Linked DNA regions of Danio rerio: region 1 is linked to region 2. The links are chromatin contacts, called in public Hi-C maps. All regions are on one chromosome and are shown on one strand. Each heading gives the region's core, a stretch centred on a gene start, on an enhancer-like site or on the middle of the called end of the contact. The rest is flanking DNA. Distances are from core to core; before and after follow the strand shown.

Evidence for each region. Hi-C and Micro-C count contacts between places; a contact is called where the count stands out from the background.
Region 1: a contact with region 2 is called in a Hi-C map of an unstated tissue, with 4 times the contacts expected there. The contact joins two enhancer-like sites. A contact is called at or near these places in 3 of 18 Hi-C or Micro-C datasets (caudal fin, embryo and an unstated tissue).

The regions. Positions count from the first base shown.
Region 1 is chr13:50,882,668-50,888,517 of GRCz12tu, forward strand. It overlaps LOC137487444 (a long non-coding RNA gene), which reads left to right and starts at 292. Exons shown (of 2, transcript XR_011006039.2): 1 at 292-481. Within about 2 kb of position 3,779, at least 6 of the 62 cell types and tissues checked have an H3K27ac peak or open chromatin away from gene starts, as enhancers often do.
Region 2 is chr13:50,811,961-50,818,093 of GRCz12tu, forward strand. It overlaps anapc1 (anaphase promoting complex subunit 1), which reads left to right. Exons shown (of 48, transcript XM_073920318.1): 32 at 1,636-1,718; 33 at 2,050-2,128; 34 at 4,473-4,547. Among named protein-coding and RNA genes, the nearest start is that of anapc1, 120 kb to the left of the region's middle. Within about 2 kb of position 4,726, at least 5 of the 62 cell types and tissues checked have an H3K27ac peak or open chromatin away from gene starts, as enhancers often do.

The sequences.
Region 1 (5,850 bases), core at 2,529-5,028, 70 kb after region 2:
TTTACTTTTATAGTTGAAGGTCTAAAAGTTTTGAATGTCAGGTGACCAAACCACCCCATATACATATATTTGTTGGCACCATCACAATGTGCTCATTGTCCCCAGTGCATCGTGGAGTTTATAAACAGATTGTTCTGCCCAGGAAACTGCAGTCAGTGTTGTCAAGGCGTTCACTGAGCCTCTGTTCATTCACAACCTACAGACAGATTTTGAATCGTTGCGGCAAACCGTGTCGGGTGAAGTGGGCGTCGCCAAGCGCGCTCAAGAGAAAGTCTGTGTGTGTGGACCTGTGACTCTACATGAATGACTCAAGTGAATAACACCCGTGAAACCACTATTTCAAAAGGAAAAAGAGGAGGAACAGGGCACATCTTCAACATTCGCAGTGGAACTAGTGTGCGCCACTGCGCAAAGTCTCTCCAAAGTCACTTGGTAACTTTGGCGCACAAGTGCAGCTTCATTCTCATGGTTTTCATTGCGGGTAAGTGCACATTAAACTCCCTAATCCACTGACTGTTCATTGTTTAAAAAAATATATCAAGTTTAAAAATGTTTGCTCACTTCTGCTGCATTTTATAACAGCCTCTAAACTTTTACAGTTAGATGGTGTCCTCTGCTCTAGTAGTCTAGTATAAAAATGAGTCAGAATGTGCGCGTGCACTGCTGTGTGTTCCTCCAGTCACCAAGACTGGATGTTTTCTAAAGTGCTGCCAGAGCAATAATGCATTTGATCAGTGCATACTTAGTATGCTTCGAGGTGTGCTGTCATTTCCAAAGAAACTTTGCAGGCGTTCTTACATAAGATGCATTGAGTTATTCGGGTCATTTTATTCTCATTGGGCGCTCGATGAACATATAAGAGGAAGCCTGCGGTGCAAGCATGAGATAGTGTTTCTGACTTCCTGTTCCTCTTCAGAAAAGACACTTTTATTTGGAATTGCTACGCGCGTTTCCATATGGCAAGCACACAGATTTAGCGCATTGTTTATGAGTTTTTAGGTGCTTAAGAGAGTGTAGGCGTCTCCAAACTGCTCTTGCGACTTAAACTCACATGAAGGCATGATTTGTTGTCGTGCAGCGAAGCGTTTGACCCGTTAGCGAGGCCCGGTCTGTGGTTACTTACTGTGTCGAGTCACGTACTTGGTAGTTCCAGAGTACGTCACGCTGAGGGGGCGTGGCCCGCGGCTTGTCAAATTCCACATCTGAGCGTTTGTATCTGGGTAGAAAAGAGCGCGCGTGTGTTGGCTGCGTTTCAAACCGTGTGCTTCTCACTTCCTAGATGACGACCTGCTAGGGTGCATACTTGTAATGCGCCGAATGTATTTATAGTGGACGTCTACAGAACTTTCTTCAGTACGTTTATCGATCAGTCATCGAGCTTGTGTTAAAACTGAACCTTATTTAAATATAAATGGAGTATGGAAACTAATTTATTTAAGCTAGTATGTAGTATTTATTGAAGCTAGTATCGTTTTATGCTTAAAACCCACAGAAACAAGACAATAAAACATTATAAACCCAGAGTGATAGAAGTTAATATAAATAATAATAGCCTAATAAAAATATTACAATTACAGACAAGCACGACCTTTACATTAAGCAAATGTTTAGAAAATATAACACGCATGGAGAGTGTAATTGCCCTTATGCTATTTTTAATTCATTTTATATTTGCGTGACGCGCTCAGACGCGACGCAACGACCCAAGACGTTAATCATGACGCATGAAACAGCACTCGCCCCTAAGCGTTAATCAACTTTTGACCCTTTTTAGTGTGAGAAAGCGATATAATCCCACTCTTTTGAAGCTGTTTTCTCCTTATTCGTGTTGTTTAACCGTCACCTAGAACTTCCTCTCATCGCCCATTCATGTGGGTTGGTAGCCGCGGCCCGCGCCTGAGGTAATTTCCAAAATCCACACACTATTAGACAAACATGAGAAAAAACGACATAATAGCTTGAGCATAGTATAGTTTCTTAATAAGTTCTCTATAAGAATCGAGATATAATGATGAAAACCTGTCAAAAAGCATCATGTTGAGTGGTTTAACTCCTTAACTGCCCACTTTTTGAGTTCAGACTTGAAAATAGTGTAGCCTATGATGGCAGGCACATGATTTATAGGCTAGTTTGTCAACTTATGTTTAAGTTTATACAAAAAATAAATAAATAAATAAATAACAACAATTGATTAAGAAAAGTACTGAAAACGTCCAAGAGCTTGGGATGTTAGAAACCAGTACTTCCATAAGAGTCTTGTTTCTAACACAGGCCTAATATTTACTAGTATTTTGGTGTGTTCAACAGAAAAATAATTATCAAAACACTCAAAGATGTTTGTGACGAGTAAAATATGAGTAAATGAAGACATGGTGTCTTATTTTTTTGTGAATTATTTCTTTAGTAAGGTTAAAATATAGAAATAAAATTGACATATTGGCCCAAACCCATGTTTCTGGTTCACTGAATATACCAGCATGGAAATAAATGATGTATTATTAGCATTAACATGCCAATGCATCTCATTCAGTTTAATCACCTGATCTAAATTAATGAAATACACTATAATGTGAAACACATTTGACTATTTTAGGAGAGCAGCTAAAGAAATACACCAAAATACCATAGTTTTACCTTGACTAACAGGAAGGGGGCACTTTCTTTGTGTATGACTATGCAAAGTCAGTTCACAGTGCACATTTGGTGATCAGTACTGAAAGTGTCCAAAAGCCCGGGATGTTGAAAACCAGTAACCATTTACTTCCATACGAGTCATGTTTCCAACACAGGCCTAATATTTACTAGTATTTTTGTGTGTTCAACAGAAAAATAATTATCAAAACACTCAAAGATGTTTGTGACGAGTGAAAGATGAGTAAATGAAGACAGAATGTTGTATTTATATGTGAATTATTCCTTTTAGGAGGCTAAAAAATATAGAAATAACTTTGACATATAGGCCCAAATTCAAGTTTCTGGCATGGTTCATTTATTTATTTTTCATGCTGGTATATTCAGTGATGTATTAGCATTAACATGCCTATACATTTCATTCAGTTGAATAACATGGTCTAAATAATTAAATACGCTTTAAAATGAAACACATTTGACTATTATAGCAGAGTAGCTAAAGGAATACACCAAAATACCATAGTTTTACACTGACTGTAACAGGAAAGGGGGCGTTTTCTTCGTGTATGACTGTGCAAAGTCAATTCACAGTGCACATTTGCAATGCTGGTGATTATTTGCACATCTGAAGTGAAGGAAGGAGCAGGCATTGAACTGAAAGTAAGCACTCTAAGAAGTCATCATGTGTTTTTAGTCTCACATTTGTAGCTTATTTTACACTGCCTACTATTAGTTAGGCAGCTCTGGTTTCCAGTAAAACCTGTTACTGCTGTGTGTATAGGCGGAAGCGAGTTTACATTCATAAAAAATACTCTAGTTGTGTCTTTTGTTCTGTTTCAGATGGGTTTGAAATGACTGTATGCTATCAAACCCTGTTCGTTGGTATAGTTTGTGGGTTTGTAGACCGTGCATGATATTTCAAAGCTTGACGCGATTCATTTTCGGTTCTGAGGTTGAGTGTGTGAGAGGGAAACCTGTGAATCACAGGCCTACTTTTTCTGTCTGATCAGTCAGACTAGGAAAAAGAAACCTAAAAGGCGAAATCTAAATATATTTCTTTAAAACGATGCTCGTCTGACAGATAAATGCTAATGAGTCAACTAGACATGTGGCCCACGTGCTCTGATGAATTATCCGAGGGCGTCATGTGTTTCTCCTAGGTTGTTCTGCCATCTAGTGGACATCTATGTCAACTACTATAAACTTCAACTGAAGTGAATGTAATTAAAGTGATATTTCACCCAACAATTTAAATTATCTTATTTATTCATTCTTGTTTCAAAATGTTATCTGTTAAACACACTTGATTAATTTTATTTGGAATGACTAACAGTAATTAAAGCAACACCGCATCCAAATAATCACAAGGAGCCCATGATATTTCACAGTACAAGCAATAGATACAACCATTGAGTTTCATTTGCGTGACAATATTAATGCACTCGATCCATTCTGTGCACAGTAGTAAATAAATGGATTAAGGATAGAGATGGCATTGTCTTCTCCACACATGAAGACTGCCTATTATTGCAGACACAGAACAATACTTTGCAATTTGTTTCGAGTCTTTTTTTTACTGAGTCCGGCAATTTGTAGTCCCCTCACACACAGTTTATGAACGTGCCCTATTAAAACCACTAAATTTGTGTTGCAGCCACACATTTTTAGAGCATTTACTAATGGTTGATATTTCAGCATTTTTTTCTGTATAGCACAAATCCATATACGTGTCAAAACAGCAGCCTACGTCCATAATCAGAATGTTTTTCAATTCTTCATTCCCAACAATAATATCAGGAGTGTTTGGAAAATCTCTAATGACAGTATTCAGAACATGTGAACATTACTGTTCAATGATGAAAACCCGTACATTCGCACAGTCTTGTTGGTGTATAGTGCACTGTGCACACTGACTCTGTCCGCCTCTTCAGCTGTGATGTTTTCACACACACACACACACACACACACACACACACACACACACACACACACAAAGATATTTTTAGGTAGAAACCTGTAACCATTGACTCTCATTGTATTTGTTTTTCACACCATGGAGGTGAAAATTCCTCCCTCAGAGATGAAACCTTTTATCAATGTTTACGTTTTAAATAAGTGGCAAGAAGAGTGGAAGTGGCCTTGGAAAATAACAAATTGTATGAAATACAACCTGAAATTCCAAACAGAGTTTGAAGACATTATTAGACTAGAGTTAATCAAGTGATTTTTACCAGATTTCGTATAGACCAGTTACCAACCTACGACACACATGACGTCACACGGGTCCCCGGTTGCAAAAAAAAAGACAGGCTGCAACAGTAAACATGTGGTGTTGTGTGGTAGGGTGCCAAATTCGAAAAAAAAACGTAACTTTTACCGTACACCACACTGCTTTAATGCTAACTGCAGACGTCTTTGGCTAAAAGGGAGCTGAATGAAGTGACAACCTAATTAGAAATGCTGGACGCTGCAGTTCTCATGTTATATCTGATAAGTTCACGCTATGCTGAATCATACACGTTACTCGTTTTTGATTGCAGAAATGATTTCAGCAAAAATAGTTAAATATGGTGAATTAAACTGCGAACACTGAATGCTTAGAATGAAACGTGAAAGTTATTAAGGTAAAGTTGGTTTTGGTATTTTCACACATTCATTCAGTGACAACTTGTGACACACTCCCTAAATTGTTTACCGCGGCACTTTGAATATTCAGTCTGAAATAACCTGCAAGTGTGACTGGAAAACAACATTTATTCGACTGTGAACAATGTTGCACTTTGATAGTGGTTGGCTGCTAATTTGATTTCGCTATTAAGAGTTTGCAAATAATACTTTAATGAAATTATATTATTAAGGAGAAAGTCCGGATATAAAACCAACTTTACCTTTATGTATGTGTTCACATACTCTGCCGTACAGGTGCAGTTCGCTGTCAGAATGCAGTACTTTTGCTTGTTGATGATTTCCCAGGCCTTGTACAGCTCCGTCTTCTTTCCTTGTCTTTGCTAGTCAGAACCTCGGTTTTTAGCATTTCTTCTTGCACATGACCACACAGAACAACATTGTTGGCATCCAAAGACTTGTAGGCCTTTAGCTTCTCTCTTGTAAAATCACTTGGAGCATTAATGAGAGTTGTGAATTTTGGGGCTGGATGCTTGGTCATTTCGTCTTATCCGATATCCATTGTTAGGGTGCTATCGCAGATGGACCTGTCAG
Region 2 (6,133 bases), core at 3,476-5,975:
AATGTTTATTATTATTATTATTATTATTATTATTATTATTATTATTATTATTTTGTTTAATATAATTTCCAATTATACAATTTCATTAATTTTTATTATTATAATTGATAATGTTGTTAATAGTATTACTGAATATAATTGCACTTAGTATCATTATTATTTTATAATTATTATTTTCTGTATAACTATTATTCGGTTCATTTTTATTATTATTATTATTATTATTATTTAATATTTTATCACTTTAACTACCCCACCAAGAAAAAAAATGTATGGATTGCATTTCTTATCTCTTAATTTCTTTTAAAGTTAAAAGACTCGATGCATTTTTTTCAACACATCTCATAATTTCTGAAATTTCAGCCTCTACCAAATGGTTGATATGTCTGTTACTATGAAAAACCTGAAAATATAAACTGTAAGACCAATTTAATTAGAATATTTTAATATTAAGATAAAATATTCTCATTAACATGTTTCCCTGTTTTTTTGCAATAAAACCAAAATCAAGTGTTGTAGTAATGCAACAGGATGCTTGCTTGATTTTTTTTATTTTTTTTGTAAACCAGCAATGCTGTGTGTGTAAGCTAGTATTTTAAACAGTCGTTTTTTTAAGGACTTTAACAGTCATTATTTAAAACCGTAAAAACATGACCAACCGTTTGGAAGAGGGGCAGTGGAAGGCGTAATAATTTTAGTATTAATAATATTTAATATTATTATCAAATACATATAAATTTTTTAGTAGGGTGTCGATAATGTATTCATTATTGTTGTTGTTGTTGTTAATTTTTTAAATCTTATTTTTAAATATTGTTACTATTATTTTATTTATTATTATATTTATTACGTTTTAATAATTTTATATTTAATATTATTATCATTATTTTCATTTGTATAATTACTATTATTATTTTTTTATTAATATTATTGTTGCTATTATTATCAAATACATGTTTATTGCAGGTAGGGTGTCTAGTGCGTTTGGTATTATTATTGTTGTGAATATTTTATTTCTTAAATAATATTATTTTTTAATATTATTACTATTATTTTATTTTTTCATATTATTTTATAATATTATTATTATTATTATTATTACTAACAAATTTTGCAAGTAGGGTGTTTTAAGTAGGGTGCTTTAATAGTACAAATACTTTTGGTGATTAAAATGGCAAAATATTGGTGAAATTATAAGCCATTATTATTCAGCATGACATATATATTTATATCAAAATATAACAACATTAAGGGACTAAGCCGAAAAGAAGGTCTACTGGTCTAGACACAATATAAATAGTTACCAAAACAGAACTAATAAAAATCCTAATTAAAATAATAAAGATTTAAAATGACAAATAATGAGATTTTTTTGAGCTCATGAAATTGTTTGCTGTAAAAACATAAAAAAGAGGTTGATTTGATATATAAACACAGATGATCGACTGTTTCCAGTAACAAAATATTACATCATAACTAATACCATCTACAGAAATTTATATTCATTTCAATTGTACATGTTTTTAATCAATTGGCTTAATACCAGTGAGTAGTATAATAGTTTGCTGAACATATCTTTCATTATCTAGTATTGGTGAAAAGGCTAAACAGATGAACTGTTTGTGTTTTTAATAGGAAGGTGACACCATCAATGTAGACGTGACTTGTCCTGGGGCTACACTTGCTCTGGCCATGATTTACCTCAAAACAAATAATAGGTGAGTTTGATTTGTTTTATCATTCACTCATTTCAGATAAAAAACTGAGCTATTTTTGAAATAATCTCAGTGTTAAACTCTTAAAAAAATTAAATTCTAAATCAATTAAGCTTACCTAAAAAGCTGAGCATTATTATTTTTAATATTTTTAATCGCACACTTCACCTTTAAAGTCAAAAAAACATTAAACTGTGAATGCCGAAAGCCAATTTTTTTTTGTGTATAAAAAGGCCAACTTATTCCACATATTCAGCAGTGTGAGATGAAAGCGGGCTTCATCCGGCTTGCTCTGCTCTTTTGCATTCACACCTGTTTCTCCGGCCTCCTGCAGGTCCGTTGCTGATTGGCTGAAAGCCCCAGACACCATGTTCCTGCTGGACTTCATCAAGCCTGAGTTCCTGCTGCTGAGGGTGAGAAAACACTACAGCTTCTCATTCTGGCCTCTGGGCTCATGGGCTCCTGCACATTTACACCTCATGTCATGACTTTTACCAACTCTTCTCATGTTTTACGATGACTTTTAAGGTCAGATATGGGGTCATTTTCCACCCTGCTGTGTGTGTTAATGGACATCACTTCCTTTTCAGGTTGTTTTTTTGACCAGCAGACTATGGGTGCGTCTCAATCGGCTCCCTAGTTCAGTAGTCAGTTCGCTGATCGCTGAATTGCACAAAATGCACAATAGCACCTAAATTTGTCAAACCTGAATCATTGTAAATCCGTTTTTATGTGCATATTTGAGCAATAGGCCCCACTGAGCTTTTAAAGGGGATCTTTTAAAGGTCCCATGAATTTAAAATAAAGTATTTTACTTGTAAGGGCCTACTCACACTATGCCATCCATACTGTGCCCAGGCCCGTTTCCTGGATCGTTTGAGAAATGTGAGTGCGCCGAATTGGGCTCAAGCACGGTTCACTTGGCCGGCCCTGGCCCAGTTGGAAGAGGTGTGCCTGAGCTTGTGCTTTGGTGCAGTATGTTTGTAGTGTGAGTGCAAAACACGCCTAAGCCCGAAACTGAAAGCGAAACTTACTGTTCAGTGAACGCAAACTGCCGTAGTTTATTAAAGACGCAAACCCCTCACTGCACGACAGCTGCACCTTCAGCAGACCTCCTCATTCCTGCAGCACGAGAGCTTTATGATTGTTTATGAGCGGCAAAAGGGGTGGATCTGTTCGGCGAAATATCTGACTGCGTGTCACCGCATCCCTAAGGACTGTTTGGCAAAATATTTGACTGCATGTCACTGCATAACAAACGACTGAAGGGATATAACTATAAATCTCCACTGTGCTGAGCGAGAGCGCTCACTGAACGGCGCAGCATCGATGACGTAAGCGCGCAGAAGCCCGATTGTATGTAAGTGCGAGCCGTCGGGGGAAACTGTAACTGGTTCGAGGCAACTGTACATAGTGTGAGTACAGCCTTAGTATCAGTGTGTTAGCCTTAAGGATATTTAGCTAGTGCTGCTTCAAGCGAGTGACAATTTACATTCGGGAGATATCAACATTCAAAGCATCACTTCCGCCTAAATGAATGAATGATTTTTTTTTATATCATCGCGTACTTCAGTTTCTCGTCAAATCTTGTTCATAATCAAAGGCTCTTTAGTATCTAGAGTATCTATTTGCAATTTTTTTATTCAAAATTTTATCCTTACAAGGAAACTGGTATATAGACTAGTGATGGGTCGTTTATGAACGATTAGTTCATTATGAACAAATCTTCAATGTGATTAGGGAACTACGAGTCCTCTCAGGGAGTGATTCGTTCATCCGCGCGTGCGCACATTTGTTCAGGTGCTATCATTCCTTTTAAGACTTTTGAATCATTCATCGCGGAAAGGCAGAAGCCAATCATATGCGTTTAGAGTCGGAAAAAGAATTGATCCATTCATCTTACGAGTCCTCTTTCGAGTCATTTGTTCATCACACGCCAATCATATGAGTTTAGAGCCGGAAAAAGAATTGAACCGTTTGTTTTTCGAGTCCTCTATCGAGTTTGAGTCATTCGTTCCTCACGGGCCAATCATATGCGTTTAGAGCTGGAAAAAGAATTAAACTGTTCATCTCTCGAGTCCTATATCAGATTTGAGTAATTCGTTCCTCTCGGGCCAATAATATGCGTTTAGAGCCGGAAAAATAATTGATCCGTTCATCTCTAGTCCTCGGGTTTTAGTCATTCTGTCACGTGATGAACGAACGACTCAAGAACCAGAAGACTTGAAAGGTGAACTAATTATCATGGCTCCTATCAGCTCCGACTGTGTACATTGGTTAAGATTATATGTGACTGTCAGTGTAACGTGAACGAACCACTGACATTTGAAGACATGAAGAGGTGAGCTGAGCAAAGAGACAACAATATCTTCATAGACAAAAGAGCAGGTCAACATTGAATTATTATTTTCTCCTTATAGTATTCTACTTATGACTTATTTGTCGTGTGATCAACCTTTTGGGCTAGTTGTAGATGTGTTTGGAAGCAATTTGTAACATCTTAATAATATTTTTGCAAATTAAACCAAATAAACGAAATGACTCGAAAAAAGATTCGTTCATCTCGATAAACAAGACTCAAAGATCCGAGTCAGTAAAATGATTCGAACTTCCCATCACTAATATAGACTATGCAGTTCACTAGGATTTGGAACAGAGCCTATAAACAGCAACGCTTCTAAAGAAAGTGATGTACAAACATTTCCTTTTTCGCAATTCAGTGTGAAATGTTGATCTCTCGCTTTGTTCTCTGTACAGACGCTGGCCAGATGCCTTATCATGTGGGACGAGATCTTTCCCAATGCCGACTGGGTGACCAGCAATGTTCCTCAGGTACTGTTAGTTACAGCTCGAACACACTGCAGGGAATCAGCCATCATTGCGTGTGTTTTCTTCAGAAAGAGGAAACACATTTTTGCTTCAGGTCATGTTTTCTCCCCCCCCCCTTCATTTAGTTCAAAGGTTGGTCAAATATTTGGCAATGCTCATGTTGCAAAACACAGAGTTGTTCGGTCACTTCAACCGTGGTGTGTGGTTGTGCAGGTCATTGAGTAATGGAGGAGGGAGAGGATGGTCATTGAAATATCTTGAAAAGTTTCAGTGCTCAGCATATGGAGTTCAAGTCAAAATTATTCACCCTCCTGTGATTTTGGTTTTCTTTTTTAAATATTTCCTAAATGATGTTTAACAGAGCAAGACATTTTTCACAGTATTTTCGATAATATCGTTTTCTCTTGGAGACAGTCTTATTTATTTATTTTTTTCGGCTAGAATAAAAGCAGTTTAAAAAAAATTGTAATTTCAATTTTGTTACCCCCGGGCAGCGCAGTGGGTAGCGATATCGCCTCACAGCAGGAAGGTCGCTGGTTTAAGCCTCACCCGTGTCAGTTGGCTTTTCTGTGTGGAGTTTGGATGTTCTCCCCATGTTGGCGTGGGTTTCCTCCGGGTGCTCTGGTTGTCCTCAAGTTTAAAGACATGTGGTATAGGTGAATTGTCCGTAGTGTATGTGTGTGAATGAGAGTGTATGGATGTTTCCCAGTACTGGGTTACAGCTGTTAGGGCATGCGCTGTGTAAAAAGTTGGTGGTTCTTTCTGCTGTGGCGCAGAAAGAACCACCATAATAAAGGGTTAATAAAGGGACTAAGCCGAAAGTGAATGAATGAATGAATTATTAGTCCCGTTAAGCAGTATTTTTTTCAATTGTCTACAGAACAAACCACTGTTACGCAATTACTTGCCTAATTACCCTAACCTGCATAATTAACCTACAACTCCAAAGACAAGTAAGTTGAGACAGTATGGAAAATGCAAATTAAAATATAAAGTAGTTATTTTTAAATTTACTTTGACTTGGATTTCATTGCAGACAATACAACAAACATTTTGTAATGTGTTCCTCATGATTTTTTTGTTTTTTTCCCTCCAAAATAAACACCTATTCCAATTTTTGTTCTTGCAACAAATTTAAAAAAAAAAGTTGTAACAGTAAAGCATTTAGCACTGTAATGTTGCTAATTGTTTTCACAACACTTAAAAGACGTTTAGGGACTGAAGACACCAAGTGACGAAGTGTATAATTTTATCTCATTCTTCCTGCAAACAAGTCTTAAAGTGGGCAACTGTACACACATTATCTTATGTAGACAGGTCAGGACTGCAGACAGGCCAGTCAAGTACCTGTATCCTTTTCTTCTGCAGTCATTTTGTAATGTGTGCAGAATGTGATTTTGCATTGTCTTGTTGAATTATGCATGGAAGTCCATGGAAAGGAAGGCAGCATATTGTGCTTCAAAGTCTCTGTGCTTTTCAGCATTAATAGTGCCATCACAGAAGTTACTTAGGCCAAGGGCATAGACACAACCCGATACCATGGCAGACCCTGGCTTTTAGACTTGTTGCTGGTAACAGTCTGGATGATC